Linked DNA regions of Mus musculus: region 2 is linked to region 1. The links are chromatin contacts, called in public promoter capture Hi-C maps. All regions are on one chromosome and are shown on one strand. The core of a region is the stretch at or near the end of the contact, and the rest is flanking DNA. Distances in the headings are between cores, read along the strand shown.

The links. Promoter capture Hi-C pulls out the DNA fragments that hold promoters and counts their contacts.
Region 2: a contact with region 1 is called in a promoter capture Hi-C map of embryonic stem cells, with 2.6 times the contacts expected there. The contact joins the enhancer-like site here to the promoter of Qtrt1 in region 1. A contact is called at or near these places in 20 of 39 promoter capture datasets (the 3T3-L1 cell line, the C10 cell line, the HPC-7 cell line and 11 more), 6 of 484 Hi-C or Micro-C datasets (DN3 thymocytes, Th2 cells, bone marrow-derived dendritic cells and 3 more), 9 of 115 datasets of contacts at active chromatin or transcription factors (the 230-238 cell line, the NIH/3T3 cell line, astrocytes and 4 more) and 3 of 9 other capture datasets (adipose tissue, liver and pancreatic islet).

The regions. Positions count from the first base shown.
Region 1 is chr9:21,408,933-21,416,897 of GRCm38.p6, reverse strand. It overlaps Qtrt1 (queuine tRNA-ribosyltransferase catalytic subunit 1), which reads right to left and starts at 5,061. Exons shown (of 10, transcript NM_021888.2): 1 at 4,801-5,061; 2 at 4,597-4,665; 3 at 4,367-4,505. The coding sequence starts at 5,043. Gm16853 (predicted gene, 16853) reads left to right here and starts at 5,178. Exons shown (of 5, transcript NR_045742.1): 1 at 5,178-5,451.
Region 2 is chr9:21,201,107-21,209,071 of GRCm38.p6, reverse strand. It overlaps Pde4a (phosphodiesterase 4A, cAMP specific), which reads right to left. Exons shown (of 15, transcript NM_183408.3): 8 at 7,655-7,851; 9 at 5,776-5,874; 10 at 5,520-5,684; 11 at 4,649-4,748; 12 at 3,948-4,102; 13 at 3,659-3,781; 14 at 2,745-2,927. Among named protein-coding and RNA genes, the nearest start is that of Keap1, 34 kb to the left of the region's middle. Within about 2 kb of position 4,396, at least 73 of the 459 cell types and tissues checked have an H3K27ac peak or open chromatin away from gene starts, as enhancers often do. A contact at or near this core is called in the 230-238 cell line, craniofacial prominence and embryonic stem cells, where this site is marked.

The DNA.
Region 1 (7,965 bases), core at 3,812-6,311:
ACCCACATGGTGGAAGGAGGGAACCGACCCCTGCATGTTGTCACTGTGGATCCCAGGCTCTTCTCCAGCTCCCAGTCCTCTACCCCTACTGCGCAAGGACTATTGACATGATGTGCCTCAGTGGTATTGCCATAGTCTAGCATACACAAGGCCACAGACTCCATCCCCAGAACTGCATCAAGTGGGTGTGCCGCGGTGTCTCCGTCCCACGGTCCCAGCATTCGGGAGGTGGAAACAGAGGAATCAAGAGTTTAAGGTTAGCCGGGCATGGTGGCGCACACCTTTGATCCCAGCACTTGGGAGGCAGAGGCAGGAGGATTTTTGAGTTCCAGGCCAGCCTGGTCTACAAAGTGAGTTCCAGGACAGTTGGGATACAGAGAAACCCTGTCTCGAAAAAAACAAAAAACAACAACAAAAATAAAAGAGTTTAAGGTTGGGGGTGACTGGATACAAGTGCTGATTGCTATTCCAAAGAGCCTGGCTTTGTTCCCAGAACCCACATGACAACTCAGAACCAGGATCAGAGAATCCCATGCCCTCTTCTAGCCTCCATGCCACATGTGGTACACAGATATATATGCAGGGAAAACACCTACATAAAATAAATAAAATCAAATAGCTAAACATGGTTGGTGTTCACATTTAATCCAAAACGAGGCAGGAGAAGCAAGCTCTGAGTTCAACACCAGTCTAGCCTATGTAGAAAGATCTAGGGCAGCCAAGGCTACTCAGTTGTTAGATTTCCAACCCAGGACTCCAACCCTAACCCTGTTAATATGCAGGCAATTCCACTGGCCGGCTCTCAGGGACCTAGCAATTGCTAAAGTTATCACCTGCCAGGCCAGGTGCACAGGGTGTGTGCTGTTGATAACAGGACTGACCAGCCACCCTAGCACACTCTCTACATTCTCTCTCACTCTCGCTCTGTGTCCCCCACCCCACCCCCACCCCAGAGAAAACACCCCTATCCCCAAAGAGCTGCCTTCCAATAAATCTGCTTTTATATTTTAAATTCAGCTTGAACTGGCTTATTTCATCAGTGGAGAAAATCTATTGCCCGTCTCAAATCCAACAAAAATAAATACAATCTTTAAAAATGTGTTTTATAGAAAAATAGAATTCGAGCTGGCAAGATGGCTCAGTGGTTAAGAGCACTGACTGCTATTCCCGAGGTCCTGAGTTCAAATCCCAGCAACCACATGGTGGCTCACGACCATTCGTAATGAGATCTGACGCCATCTTCTGGTGTGTCTGAAGACAGCTACAGTGTACTTACATATACTAATAAATAAAAACTTAAAAAAAAAAAAAGAAAAAAAAAGAATTCAAGGACATTCTTGGCTCCTAGAGTTTTAGGGCAGTCTGTGCCATCTGAGACAAGACTGAGCAAGGACTAGCACCAAGGCTGACCTCTGCGTCCTGCTCTTGTTCCATAGCAGGAGAGCACACACCAATACAAATAAGCCACAGCCACCTGCTTCCCGCTAACAATTCTGAGAGCCAAAGACTTCACACAATGAAAGGTTTGGGGACCTGAGGATAAGACTCAGCAGCAGATACCTGACGTGGCATGTGTGAGAACCTGGGTTACAGGCCCAGCTTAGAGAGAGAATTAGATAAATGGGTAGACAGATCAGACAGACAGACAGACAAGCAGATGAAGAGCTAAGGGATGAATGGGTATACAGACTATACCAGTCTAAAGTCATCCGATCTGATTTCCTAGGTCAGATCAGCTGGTGGCCATATGTTTGTGAGAGACTACCATGTGAGAGGGCAGCCCTCCATGAGCAATACTATCTCTAGGCAAGTGATGTTGGAATAAGTAAAAAAAAAGCTTTGGGCTGAGGGTTGGGCTTTGTGGTTAAGAGCACTCACTGTTCTTCCAGATGACCCAGACTCGCTTCCCAGCACACAGGTTAAGTCAATACTGCTTGTAACGTCAGGTCTGGAAAATCTACTCCCTCTGGCCTCCTCAGACACCTGCGCTCACATGTACATACAGACATATAACTGACGATAATAAAAACAAATCTTAATAGAAGCTAGCTAACTAAGCATGAGCCTGCACGTAAGCTAGAAAGCCGCGTTCCTCCATTGCTTCTGCTCCAGGGTCTTGCTTTGGCTTCCCTCAATGATCACCTGCGACCAGGAAGTATAAGCCCAATAAAAATCAACCCTTTCCTCCTCAACTGGCTTAGGCTGTTTTATCACAGTGACAGGAGGAATCCAAAACACAGACAGAGGGCTTTAGATCAAAACCAGGAGAAGAAGGAAGGGCCAGGCTGAGCAACAAAGCTTTGTTCTTTCTCACAAAACAAACAAAAACAAAGCAAAGCAAAAGGCAGAGCCAGGTGTGGCTGATCCAGGTGTGGCAAAGCCAAGTGTGGCTGAGCATGCCTGTTACCCTCCTAACAAGAGAGTGTGTTTCAGTGCACACAACATGGTATAGGGAGAGCCTGCATTTACATACAAGAACTAGGGCCAGGGCTCAGAGAGCTGGTGGATTAGCACGTGGCTCAGTTTGAGACCACCTTCCTTAAATCCTTAATGAGGGGCTATTTGTAAGATGAAATAAACCCTTTCTCCCCCCAGTTTTTTTTGGTCATGGTGTTACCACAGCAACCTTATCCTGCTATCCGAAGATACAGGGACTCAGGGCAGCCCCTGTCACGAAAGCTTGTCCTGGCTCCACTTAGCATAATAACACAGGTTTCATAAGAAGGCTTTACGATAAAGCCCGTGCCCAGCACCGGAGACATCAGACATAAAGTTCCCAGCAGATCTTTTGTACTCGTCTGTACAGAAGTGGGAAAGAGTTGGAGCTTATGTTCCAAGGCTCCAGCCCCATGTGCAGTCTACACAACATAAACTGTCCTGGACTGTAGATGTAGCTCAATGAATCGAATGCTCATGTAATATACAAAAAGCCTTGATCCTCAGTATAAAACTAGGAATGATGGCATTTGACTGTAATTCCACCACTCTGGAGGTGAGAGAAAAGGATCGGGGGTTCAAAGTCAACCTCAGTTAAAGCAGAAGTGAGGTCCAGGCCAGCATAGACTATGTAGGTCTCTGTCTCAAAAATAAGACAAAATTGGGGGCTGGTGAGATGGCTCAGTGGGTAAGAGCACCCGGACTGCTCTTCCGAAGGTCAGGAGTTCAAATCCCAGCGACCACATGGTGGCTCACAACCATCCGATCACGAGATCTGACTCCCTCTTCTGGAGTGTCTGAAGACAGCTACAGTGTACTTACATATAATAAATAAATAAATAAATCTTAAAAAAAAAAAGACAAAATAAAATAAACTACATGGATGGAAATAAGGGGCCCAAACCATGACTATCTTATCTTGTTGTCACCAATATTTTATTAAATTCAATTTGTTACTAAGAACACTAACAGCTGGGTGTGGTGGCACCTGTCTTTAATGCCAGCACTCCAGAGGAGAGGCAAAAGCGGGTGTATCTGTGTTTGAGGCCAGCCTGGTCTACCAGTCTACCTAGAGAGTTCTTGCCCAGCTGAAGCTGCATAGTGAGACCCTCTCCAAAATAATAAACAATAAGTAAATAATAAAATACATACACATAAAACAAACCAATAAATAAAAAAGGATGACTCTGTATTCAGTACTGTGCTTACAGTACTGGCATTAGTTCTCTGTTTTGTCAGGAAATGAAAACAGCTTCTTTGTCTTTTTTTTTTTTTTCTTTTTTCTTTGAGACAGGGTGTCTTCCTTTGAGCCCTGCAGTCCAGGCTGTCCACTCACAGCAATCTCCCTACCCCCACACTTCAAGATTTTAGGTATAATTCTACTACTGCCAGCTTTGACATCCAACTTTTTCTCTCTGTTGTTTTCAAGACAGGGTTTCTCTGTGTAGTCCTGGCTGTCCTGGAACTCACTTTGTAGACCAGGCTGGCCTCAAACTCAGAAATCCGCCTGGCTCTGCCTCCCAAGTGCTGGGATTAAAGGTGTGCGCCACCCCCCACCCTCCTTTTTAAAGTGTTTGTTTTGTTTGTTTGCTGTAGTGAGGATCTAGACCAGGACACTGGCAAAACACTCTAATTAACTCTTGCACATGCCCAACACAGGACCTATTCTTTATCCTTCTTTTCTTTTTTTTCTTTTTTTTTTTTTTTGGTTTTTCGAGACAGGGTTTCTCTGTGTAGCCCTGGCTGTCCTGGAGCTCACTTTGTAGACCAGGCTGGCCTCGAACTCAGAAATCTGCCTGCCTCTGCCTCCCGAGTGCTGGGATTAAAGGCATGCGCCACCACGCCCGGCTATCCTTATTTTCGTTAGGTGAAAGAGTCCAAATTCAAAGACGATCCAAACCATACGTGGCGTTCGAAGCCCTCCTCTTACCCAGAGCATTCTGGATCTCCACCGACCTCTCTGGGCTCAAAAGTGTCTCTTCTCCATCGTAGGGCGAGCGGAAGTGGACGCCCTCCTCCGTCACCTCGGACAGGGAGAAGAGGGACACCATCTGGAAGCCGCCGCTATCCTGGGGAGACCCCGCAGCGAAGCTGTCAGGAGATTGAGACTGGGGACCTCTCACCTCAACGCAGCGCCCGAGGGCGGCAACCCCAACTCACCGTCAGCAGATTGTGGGGCCAATTCATGAAGCCGTGAAGACCCTGGGCTTTCCGGATCAGCTCCGGTCCCTGTGAGGGAGAAAAAGTTAGCGGTGCCCGCAGCTCCACGGCCAGGTGTGGGTGAGCCCCGGCACTGTGGGCCTTACTCAACAGACTTTTCCAAAGACCCCCTCGCCACCCACCCCCCAGATCGAATCCACACACCGGCCTCAGCCCCAGATGGTAGGTGTTGCCCAAGCAGATGCGGCAGCCCAGGGAGTCCAGCTGCTCCGTGGTGATACCCTTCATGGTGGCCTGTGTACCCACAGGCATGAACACAGGGGTGGCTACCGTTCCATGCGGCAGCCGCAGCTCACCCGCCCGAGCTCCGGAGCGACTGCACTCAGCGACCAGCCGCATTATTCGTGGAGCGGACTCAAGCGAACCTGGGCTGCCTACCGCCGCCATTTTCAGTCCCGGAACCACGTGGCCTGAGACCACAGAGGACAGCGCCGAGGTGCCCCGAATCACGTGATCTGAGAGCTATAGGGAACCATAGCAACTGACGCCACACCCTCCACACGCTTGGGTGCTCTACTTCCAGATCCCATAGCTGTCACCGTTCTAAGGCCCAGTGCCATGGCTTACCGAGTGAAGATACACAGCGCCAAGCCCGATGACCTGTCTCTGGGATCTACAAGACAGCCATTCAAATTCGCATGGGCGTACATACAATAAATGTATTTTAAACACTCCAAGACATGTTTTTCTGCTGTATAAAATACAACAGCCGGATATGATAACTCATCAGGAATCTCAAGATTTCAGAGGCTGAGGAAAAAGGATTATGTGCAGTTGGAGATCGACACCGGCACAGTGAGTTTCCTGCCAGCTTGGGCTACAGAGAGATCTCATCTCACAAAAAGGGAGGGGAAAAAAAGATGGAGCCAAGCCTGTTATTGTACTCCTTTGATACAAGGAAAGGTAGAGGCAGGTGGATCTCTGTGAGCCTATATAGCAAGCTCCAGGAAAGTTAGGGCTATATTGTGAACTACCTCAAAAAACAAGCAATAAAAAAGGCACTGTAGGGCACTACTGCAATCCCAGCACTTGGGAGGCAGAGGCAGGCAGATTTCTGAGTTCCAGGACAGCCAGGGTTACATAGAGAAGCCCTGTTTCAAAAAGCAACAACAACAAAAAACCCTAGCCAGACAAACAAAAAAACCTGATGGCTCAGCAGTTAAGAGCACCGACCGCTCTTCCAGAGGAACTGGATTCAATTCCCAGCACCCACATGGCAGCTCACAACTGTCTGTAATGCCGAAATCTGACATACATGCAGGCAAAACATCAATGCACATAAAATTATTTTTTAAAAAAAATCAGGGCTGGAGAGATGGCTCAGCGGTTAAGAGTACTGACTGCTCTTCCAGAGGTCCTGAGTTCAATTCCCAGCGACCACATGGTGGCTCACAATCATCTGTAATTGGATCCAATGCCTTCTTCTGAAACAGTGGCAGTATACTCAAATACAAAAAAAATCAAAAGCCGGGCGTGGTGGCGCACGCCTTTAATCCCAGCACTCAGGAGGCAGAGGCAGGCGGATTTCTGAGTTCGAGGCCAGCCTGGTCTACAAAGTGAGTTCCAGGACAGCCAGAGCTACACAGAGAAACCCTGTCTCAAAAAACAAAAAAACAAAACAAAAAAAAATCAAAATAGGGGCTAATGAGCACGTACCCAGAGGACATGGTACTCCTAGCACACACAGCCCCCTGTAACTCCATTTCCAGTGGATCTGATGTCCTCCTCTGACCAGGCAGGTAAGATGGTAGCACACCCACATTCAGGCAAAATACTTAAATACACAAAATAAATCTTTTAAACAAAAACAACCCAACTTTCTCCCTGGCATGCACAAGGCTCTGGGTTGAGTCCTCTGCACACATACTCACATAGCATACTCTTCATACATGTAGTCACTAACAATAGTCTGTCATTCTGTGTTCATTTACTAAGGACCTAGCATGTAGTCAGGCGCTCAGTCATTTTTTTGTCAAAGGATTCCTATCATTACAAAAAGAAATCTAATGCCCAGAAACTTGACCCTATTACTTTATTCAATGAGGGAGGTGTGTGTGTGTGTACAGTCACGTGTTCCCACTGCCCTGACCAGAGATTTAATAAAGATAGCCAAGTGATTTTCTGTCAATATAAACCGTATCTGCCACCTCTGCCGGCAGAGGGCACCATTGTCCCACAATATTCCCAGTGAGCTGCTATGCAGAACCTGCTATGATGGGCAGAGGTACTGGGTAGAATCTGAGTCTCTTGCAGTGAAAAAGAGTAAATGAATACCAATTACCAGAAGTTATAGGGCTGACTGAGCTTAGTCAGAATGCCTCAAGACACCGAGGCTGAGGAATAGTCAAGGCCCTTGTGCTTGTGTGAGCAGAGGCCAAGGGATGGTTAATAACCTGCTGTTGCTCTCCACCTTAATCCCCAGGCAGTGTCTCACTGAACCTGAAAGCAGCTTGGCAGTCAACCAGCCCCAGCGATCCTCATCTCTACGACCACTTCTCCATACACACAGTGCTGGTGTTCCAGGTCACAGCCCTGCTTTAGAGTGCTTACATTTATGCGTGTGGGTGTAACTGTCAGCGTAGATATACCCACACACTTGCCACAGCATCCTTGTGGAGGTCAGAGTACAACTTCCAGGAGTCTGTGCTCTCTGGTCCCAGGAAACCAAATCCAGGCTGTCATCTTTATGCATTTACTCAGCTCCCTAGACCTATGCCAGCTATTTAAGAATTTTATGTGTTTTGCCTACATGAACATATATGTACTGAAAGCATCCTGGAACTGGAGTTACAATTGTGAGCTCTCATGCAGATTTCTGGGACTAGAACTACTGAGATATCTCTCCGGTCCTGTATTGGTTATTTTTTGAGACAAGCTCTCACATAGTTCATGCTGACCTCACATTTACTACGCAGTAGCTGGTGTTGATCCTCTTGCTTTTTGGTCAAGGCAGGTTTTCTTTGTAGTCAGTCCAATCTGTCCAGGAATTTGCTCTGTAGACCAGGCAGGCCTCAAAGTCAAGAGATCCACCTGTCTCTGCCTACAAACTGCTGGGATTAAAAGCGTGCCAACCTGCCTCCACCTTTAAGTGCTAGCTCATAGTACTACCATAGTAGCTGGCAACTTTTTGGGTTGAGGCAGGATTTTACTCTGTAGATGATGCTGTCCTGGAATGATGCAGTCCAGGCTGTCCACTCACAGCAATCTCCACGCTTCAAAATTTTAGGTATAATCTTCTACAGCCAGCTTCGACATCCAACTTTTCCTGTTGTTCTCAAGACAAGGTTTCACTGTGTAGCCCTGGCTGTC
Region 2 (7,965 bases), core at 3,147-5,646, 210 kb after region 1:
TAAATCTTTAAAAACAAAAACAAAAACAAAACCCCATCAACGGCTGGCTATGGTTATGCATGCTTTTACTCCCAGCAGGGGCTGGAAGGTCTCTGTGAGTTCAAGGGCAGCCTGGTCTACATAGTAAGTTCCAGGCTGGGCAGAGCTATAGCACAAGATCCTGTCTTAAAAACCAAAATAACAAAAAAAAAAAAAAAAAAAAAAAAAAAAAAAAAAAAAACCACGTGGGAAAGGTGGAGTGTGGTGTGCTGCCTAAGTAGACACTGGAGTCAGGAGTTCAAGGTCATCCTACAGAGTCTGAGGCCAGCTCTGACTACAAGGAGACACTATCCCAAAACAACAAGAAAACAGTACTGGATGGCGGTGCATACAGCAGGCAGGAGGCTGAGGCAGCAGGACTGCCACAAGTGCAAGGTTAGCCTAATCTACAGTGAGCTCCTGTCCCAAAATCCAACCATCTAGCCAGCCCAGAACACTTGAAACAGTCCATCCTGGGCTGGGGAAGAGGGCTCAGCAGTTAGGAACACGAATTCAGCTTCCAGAATCTACATGGTGGCTCACAACCATCTTCTTCTTCTTTTTTTTTTCTTTGTTTTGGCTTTTTGAGACAGGGTTTCTCTGTGTAGCCCTGGCTATCCTGGAACTCACTCCATAGACCAGGTACTCCACCTGTCTCTGTCTCCCGAGTGCTGGGATTAAAGGCGTGAGCCACCACACCCGGCTCACAACCATCTTCTGTTACTCCAAGTCTGATGACCTCTTGCCCTCTTCTGGCCTCTGCAGGCACTAGACCAGTGCACACACATGCAGGCACACACACACACACACACACACATACACACACAGAGGCAAAACACCCAAACACATTAAAAATAGTTCCATATATATCAACTGGTGTTTTTTTATTTGAGACACTCTCATTGTATAGTCATGGCTGGCCCAGATCTCACTCTGCAGCCCAGAATGGCCCTGTACTCCCAGAGATCTTGCCTGCTGCTGCTTGTTTGTTTGGTTGGTTTTTCGAGACAGGGTTTCTCTGAGTAGCCCTGGCTGTCCTGGAACTTGCTCTGTTGACCAGGCTGGCCTCGAACTCATTGATCCACCTGTTTCTTCCTTACTAATGCTGGGATTAAAGGTATAAGCCACTACTACCCAGTTTATTTAATTTTAAGTGTATGAATGTTTGCCTTCGTGTGTGTGTGTGTGTGTGTGTGTGTGTGTGTGTGTGTGTGTTTGTATGTATACCATGTTGATGCCTGACGTCCAAAGAGGACAGATGAAGGAGTTGGAGTCCTGCAACTAGAATTGATACTGACAGTTGTAATCTCCCTTGTGCGTGGTCCCAGGTACTCTGGAAGAACAACTATCTGTCCAGCCCTGTCCTAGTCTCCCAAGTACCGGGATTAAAGGCCAAGAATGCAGGTGCAGGCCTTTACACCTGCACACTTCGCCTTTAATCCCAATACTGGGAGCTGAGACAGGCAGATCTCTGAGTTCCGGGCCTGCCTGGTCTACACAGTAAACTCCTGGCTCGCTAGGGATACATGGTGAGTCCTAGCCTAAAAATTAGAAAACAAAAAACCCTTTTTTTACTAAATTTTTACTAAATTTTGATTTACTTCGGGACCACACATGCTTTGGTATAGATATGACTGTCAGAGGACTCTTGTAGGATCTTCTCTCTTTTCATGTGTCAAGCGCCTTGACCCACACACAGGATCCTGTGAAGATGCCCAAGCTTGCCCAAACGTTTAGGCTAAAACATACCTGCTGCTTCGGTGAGAAGAGCAGGTGGCACTGCGGGTGTGTCACTTGCCCAGTGTAAACACAGGTCTATACTGATACTGTGAGGGCCAATGTTATGTTTTAAGTTTAAATGACTGTGCTTAACGAATCTATAAAACAAGAATGACTCTAATCTGTAAGCCTCACTTGTCCAAGGACAGCTACCTTCCTAGGATGTTGGGAGCTGAGAATCACGGAACACAAGCCCCGTGGTTTTACTTCTGTAAATGAGCTTGGTTGCCCAACCGCACAGGAGATGCCTGATCACATGCGGGTGGGAGGGACAGAGGCTTGAAGTTTATCAGGATGAATGCTTGCCCCAGTTTGGACAAAAGCAGGAGATGTGTAGCCATAAGGGTTTTGCCTTTATAAGCCTCTGACTAATGTAATTTGGTGCCACAGTCTGAGAATCCCAGGTATGGACCCGGCCAGTCTTAAATAAAGCTTGCTTCAAATTTGGCTCAAAAATTGTGGCCTTATTTTTGCCCAGTAAGATTAACAATACAACTTATTAAAAAGATAAAGGGGAACTGGGGCTGTAGTTCAGTTAGCAGAGCGTGCTTGCCTAGCATGCAGGAGGCTTTGGGCTTTACTCCCAGCACTGTATAAACCTGTGTGGTGGGGCAGCCCGGGATCCAGTGCTAGAGAGGTAGGGCAGTAAGATCAGAGATTCAAATTTATCCTTGGCTATAGTGAGTTCAAGGTCCAGATGTAAAACAGAAAACTAAAACCACCCCCCTCCCAACACACAAAACATTGTTTTTAAAATGCCTGGTTTGCAGCAGACTGATGCCATGATAGGTGGACTAGCCAGAGATCTGTGAACATAACTTTGCAAAATGGGAGTGACCTGCCTCCGATGAGCCCACTACCAAAGAGTCAGACACTGATTTTGTCGTCCTGGAGAGGTGGGCCAAGCTACTCCTGTAAGCTGTCCCGAGGCCCTGTACCCGCCGTACCTGAGACTTCTCCACAGAGGCTGTGTGCTTGTCACACATGGGGCTAATCTCCATTCCGCGTTCCCGTTCTCGGTCACCCTGCTGGAAGAACTCAGCCATGATGCGATCAGTCCATTGTCGGTACAGCTCCAGGGGCTTGGTGGGATTGCTGAGGTCTGCACAGTGCACCATGTTCCTGAGGACCTGGTGAATACAGGGAGGGGCCTTCAGAGGCCAGGCAGAATCCCAGTCTGTGGGCCTCTGGCTGTCTTCTCTCTCTGTCTCCCTGTCTTTTTTATGAGACAGGGTCCCCTGTAGCTTAGGTTGGCCTTGAACTTGCTATGTAGCTGCGGATGACCTCAAACTCTGATCCTGCCCCCATCTTCTAAGTGCTGGGGACACAGGGATGCAACAGCACACTCAGATTTAGTTTCTAGTGGCTTTATTTGACTTTTTAAAAGGGGTTTCCAAATAGAGTCCCAGCTGGTTTTGGACTTGTGGCCATCCTCCAGTCTCTACTTTTGGAATGCTGGGATTAAGGGTGCTCACTAGGCCTAAGGTTTTCTTAACTCCATGTGCTTGTATGCCTGAATGTGTATGTGTGTGTGTGTGTGTGTATGTGCGCGCGCGCTAATGCACAAATGCATGTGTGTGTATGCGTGTCTGTGTATGTGTGTGCTGGGCAGGTGAATTGGAGTGAAGGAGAAAGCTGAGGCAAGAAGTGTGAGGGAAATGGAGAGAGGTGAGAGACAGCTGGGGCAAGATGGGTGTGTGGTGAGAGAAGCTGAGTGGGGTACGTCAGGGGAGAGGGTTGGAGAGAGACGGAAGAGGTTGAGAAAGAGACATATGGGAATTGACAGAGGAAGGAGGGGCATGTGTTGGAAAGGGAAGATGGGAGAGGCAATCACGAACGAGGAAGAGGGCATCTGGGGCACCTGGATACGGTCAGAGTAGTTGTCCAGCAAGAGAACTCCAGAGCTGGTCACTTTCTTCGTCTCTACCATAGTCTTCAGGTCAGCCAGAAGGGTCATGTGCTTGGACATGTCTGTGGCCAGCACCTAAAAGCAAGATATGTCAAGTCAGGGAAGAAAGCTTGCCCACCCTCCCCCTGACATCCACTCTGTTACCTACCCTGGCCCTAGATTTATTTTCCTTTGCCAAACTGCAGGGTTCTTAAGGCCCGCCCCGCCACCAAGCCCCACCCACAGCGCTGGCCCCGCCCACCATGTCGATGACCATCTTGCGCAGGCTCTGCCGCTGGCGCTTGCTGAGGTTCTGGAAGATGTCGCAGTTCTCTTCTTGCAGCAGCTTGAATCCCACAGCCAGGTGGTGGTTCTCAAGCACAGACTCATCGTTGTACATCAATGCCAGCTCCGAATCTGCAGAGTACCACGTGGTACCACCTGGGTACCAAGCCCCGCCCCGTGCGCGCCCAGTCTCCAGTTGGCTTCATTTTCAGACTGACTAGTCCCAGCCCCCTCCTCTGCCACATCGGTGCTTCACCAAATAAACCAAGCATCAGGCGCCTAGACTGTTCCTGCTCCAATCCTCCTCTGGCCGTCCTCACCCTTAGCCTAGCGGGCCCATCCCATCCTCACAAGCCCCGCCCCCACCTGGCTGGCTCCACCCCTAGCTCAGTTGGTTTAATTTCACGCCCCATAAACCAGGTTCACAGGCAGGTTGTTTCCCATCAATATATTAAGCCCCAAAGCTAGCCTTGCCAGCTCCTCCCCTAGCCCAGGTGGTCTAATCTCTACAACACAGGCTCCACCTTCATCCTGACCAGCCCCGGTTCCAGCTAGACCACCTCCATACTTTCATCCCAACGTGAGGGGCTATTCCCACCTCCATTCAACCAGATGTTGCTTCTAGGCCAAATGGCCACGCCCTGAGCCTAACTGTCTCCGCCCTGAAAAGCCACTCACTGGTGTTGATTAGGAACTGGTTGGAGACGCCAGGGTGGTCCACGTCATGGATGGCAGCAGCGAAGAGAGCAGCAAGAATCTCCAGGTCTGTGAACACGGCCTGGGGGCAGGGAGAAGAAGTGAGAGAGAGGCAGAGTCTGACACAGAGGGGACACACAAAAGGGACAGCCCAGACAGAGATGAGGAAGATGGGACTCCAGAAAGAAGAGGAAGAGAAAGATAGATGTAGTGTCTGGGCAGATGATCGCTGAACCAGTAAAGTGCTGGCTACGCAAGCATGACGACCTGAGCTTCAAACCCACACCCCACATTAAAAAGCCAGGCCTGTGGGCTGATCTTGCAATTTCAGCTTTGAGAGAGGGCTGCGTCCCTGGGGCCCCTGGCCAATCTCCCCTACTCAGTGGTTGACCCTGTTTCAAAAATGAAGGTGTTAATCTCAGCATTCAGGAGGCAGAGGCAGGCGGATCTCTATGAGAGCTGTACACCAGCCTGGTCTGGGGATGTGTGGCAACAAGTGACATCCTGACTTGGAACAAGGTAAAGGGACGGTAAGACACAAAGGAGTGTTCTCCGACCTCCACACATGCCCCGTGTGCCCCCTTACACACACACACACACACACACACAGGCCAGTAAAACAAAACAGACACTAGCAAGACTGCTCACTGGGTAAAAGAACTTGCTACTCAGGTAAACATGACTGAGTCTGGTTCCTGGATTTACATAGTAAAAAGGCAGAAAACTCCGTTCCAAAAGTTGTTCTCTGACCTCCACACATAGGCAACAGCACCCCCCAAAAACAAGAGAAGATAGGATTAGAGAAATGGGCTAGAGGAGATGAAGGGACAGACAGGAGGAGGCGGGCACTCACATCCAGTGCAGGCGTGGCCAGCAGCACATGTGTGGACTGTAGCACATCGGCTGCGTGCAGGCTGTTGTGGTAGGCCACGTCAGCGTGGTAGTGGTCCTCCAGCGTCAGCATGTATGTCATCATGGTGTCCACGGGGATGTGGAATTTCTTCAGTAAGTCCCGCTCCTGGGAGCCAGAGCAGAGCAGTGACTCCTGCTGACCCCCAATGCCCCGTCCCAGCCCCTTGGATCCCAGCCAGCTCCCTGTTCGACATCACCTGGAATATCGTATACATGATACAGCTGAGTGAACGGCCTCCAGCGTACTCCGACACACAAAAGATGTTCAGGCCCCATTTGCTCAAGTTCTCCAGTTCCTGGCAGTGACAGGGTAAGAAGTCAGGAGCTTGCATGGTTCAGGGACAGGAAAGCTACTTCCTAGGACTCTGAGCCTCATTACTGTTCACAAATTGCATAAAGTTCAAATGCATGGACATTTTTTTTTTTTTTGAGACAGGGTTTCTCTATGTAGCCCTGTCTTTGTAGACCAGGCTGGCCTGGAACCCAGAAATCCGCCTGCCTCTGCCTCGAAAGTGCTGGGATTAAAGACGTGTGCCACCACCACCTGGCTTGCCTTAAACTTAAAAAAAAAAAAAAAAAAAACCAAAAAACCCAACATATATTTATTTTATGTATATGAGTGCTCTATTTTCATGTATGCCTGCATTACAGAAGAGGGTATCAGGTCCATTGCAGATGGTCACAAGCCACCATGTAGTTGCTGGGAATTGAACTGGAAGAGTAGCCAGTGCTCTTAACCACTGAGCCATCTCTCCAGCACCACCCCTCCCACCACTGGGTTTCTTTTTGTAGTCCTGGCTGTCCTGGAAGTCAGCCATCTGTCTGTCTCTGCCTCCCTAGTGCTGAGATTAAAAGCATGGGCCAGATACATGGACTTTAAGACAGACTATATCTTTGTATGTGTGTGTGCCTGTGTGCAGGTATGCATATCCACAGAGATCAGAGGTCACCTTAAGATGTCTTCCTCAATCATTCTTCTTTGTAAAATTCTTTAAAAAAAAAAAAAGAACAAAAACAGTCGGGCATGGTGGTGCACGCCTTTAATCCCAGCACTTGGGAGGCAGAGGCAGGCAAATTTCTGAGTTCGAGGCCAGCCTGGTCTACAGAGTGAGTTCCAGGACAGCCAGGGCTATACAGAGAAACCCTGCCTCAAAAAAAAAAAAAAAAAAAAAAAAAGAAAGAAAGAAAGAAAGAAAGAAAAGAAAGAAAAAACCATTTATGTGTATGCGTATCTCTGTGTTTTACTTGTGTACAGGGCCAGAAGGTGTGCTCCATCCCTGGAGCTAAAATTGCTGTGAGCCCCTGGCCTCCTCTCCGAATCATGGATGGTGGGAGCTGAACTAGAAACCTTCGCAAGAGCAGCAAGCCCTCTTAGTGGCTGAGGCATCTCTGTAACTCCTTTTTTCCCCCTCCCCAAATTTATTGTTTTCGCTCTCTTTTTATTTATTTACTTTTTTTGGTTTTTTGAGACAGGGTTTCTCTGTGTAGCCCTGGCTGTCCTGGAACTCACTCTGTAGACCAGGCTGGCCTAGAACTCAAAAATCTGCCTGCCTCTGCCTGCCTCTGCTGGGATCAAAGGTGTGCGCCACTGCTTCTACCTCCCCAGTACTAGGGTCACAGGCCACCACACTGGGCTCATGCGGTGCTGGGAAGGGACTCTGGGACCATAAGCATGCCAGGCTTCTCTAATACCCATAAGCTCACAAGCTGGGAAGCAAGCCGGGCCGACCCCCAGACCTCTGTCGGACTGTAAGCTGCTCATAAGACCTCAGTTGTGTTGGGGTCGGAGGAGGACTGTTGGTCTCCTCGGAATCCATTACACACCACGAACTCAGTTTATAACACTGATTAAAAAGCCGTGTACCAGGGCTGGCCACAAGTGTGTCAGAATGAGTGACTGTCTAAATCCAAGGTTCTGGTGGAGCAAGTTGGAGTCACTCTCTGACCCTTCCACCCCACAACATGTCAGACTCTGCACCCTGGGAACCTGGGTTACATGAGCCCCAAAGCCCCTGCCCTTTGATGGATGCCTCCCAGACAAGGCTTCCCCTGTTGAGCCCCGCTCCCTACACCTACTTGTGCTAAGAGGTCCTCCTGATCTGTCTTGACTCCAAATCGTGGGACATTGATGTTCAAGCTTCCGGTGTGTACCAGCTTTTTCAGCCCTGTGATCTGAGACATGGGCTGGGCCTGCTGCACTGCTGCTGGTGGGGGCTGCTGGAAGGGTCTCTGTCGCGGCGTGGGCGATGGGATCTCCACTTCGTGCTGCTTGTCTGTCAAAGGTCAGGTAAGAAGCATGGGATGGCTTTCCAGGAGGCTCCCCCACATCCCTCAGCCTGTGGTGGTGTCCTGAGATGTCTCACTTGCTATGAGGCCATCCTTCTGCA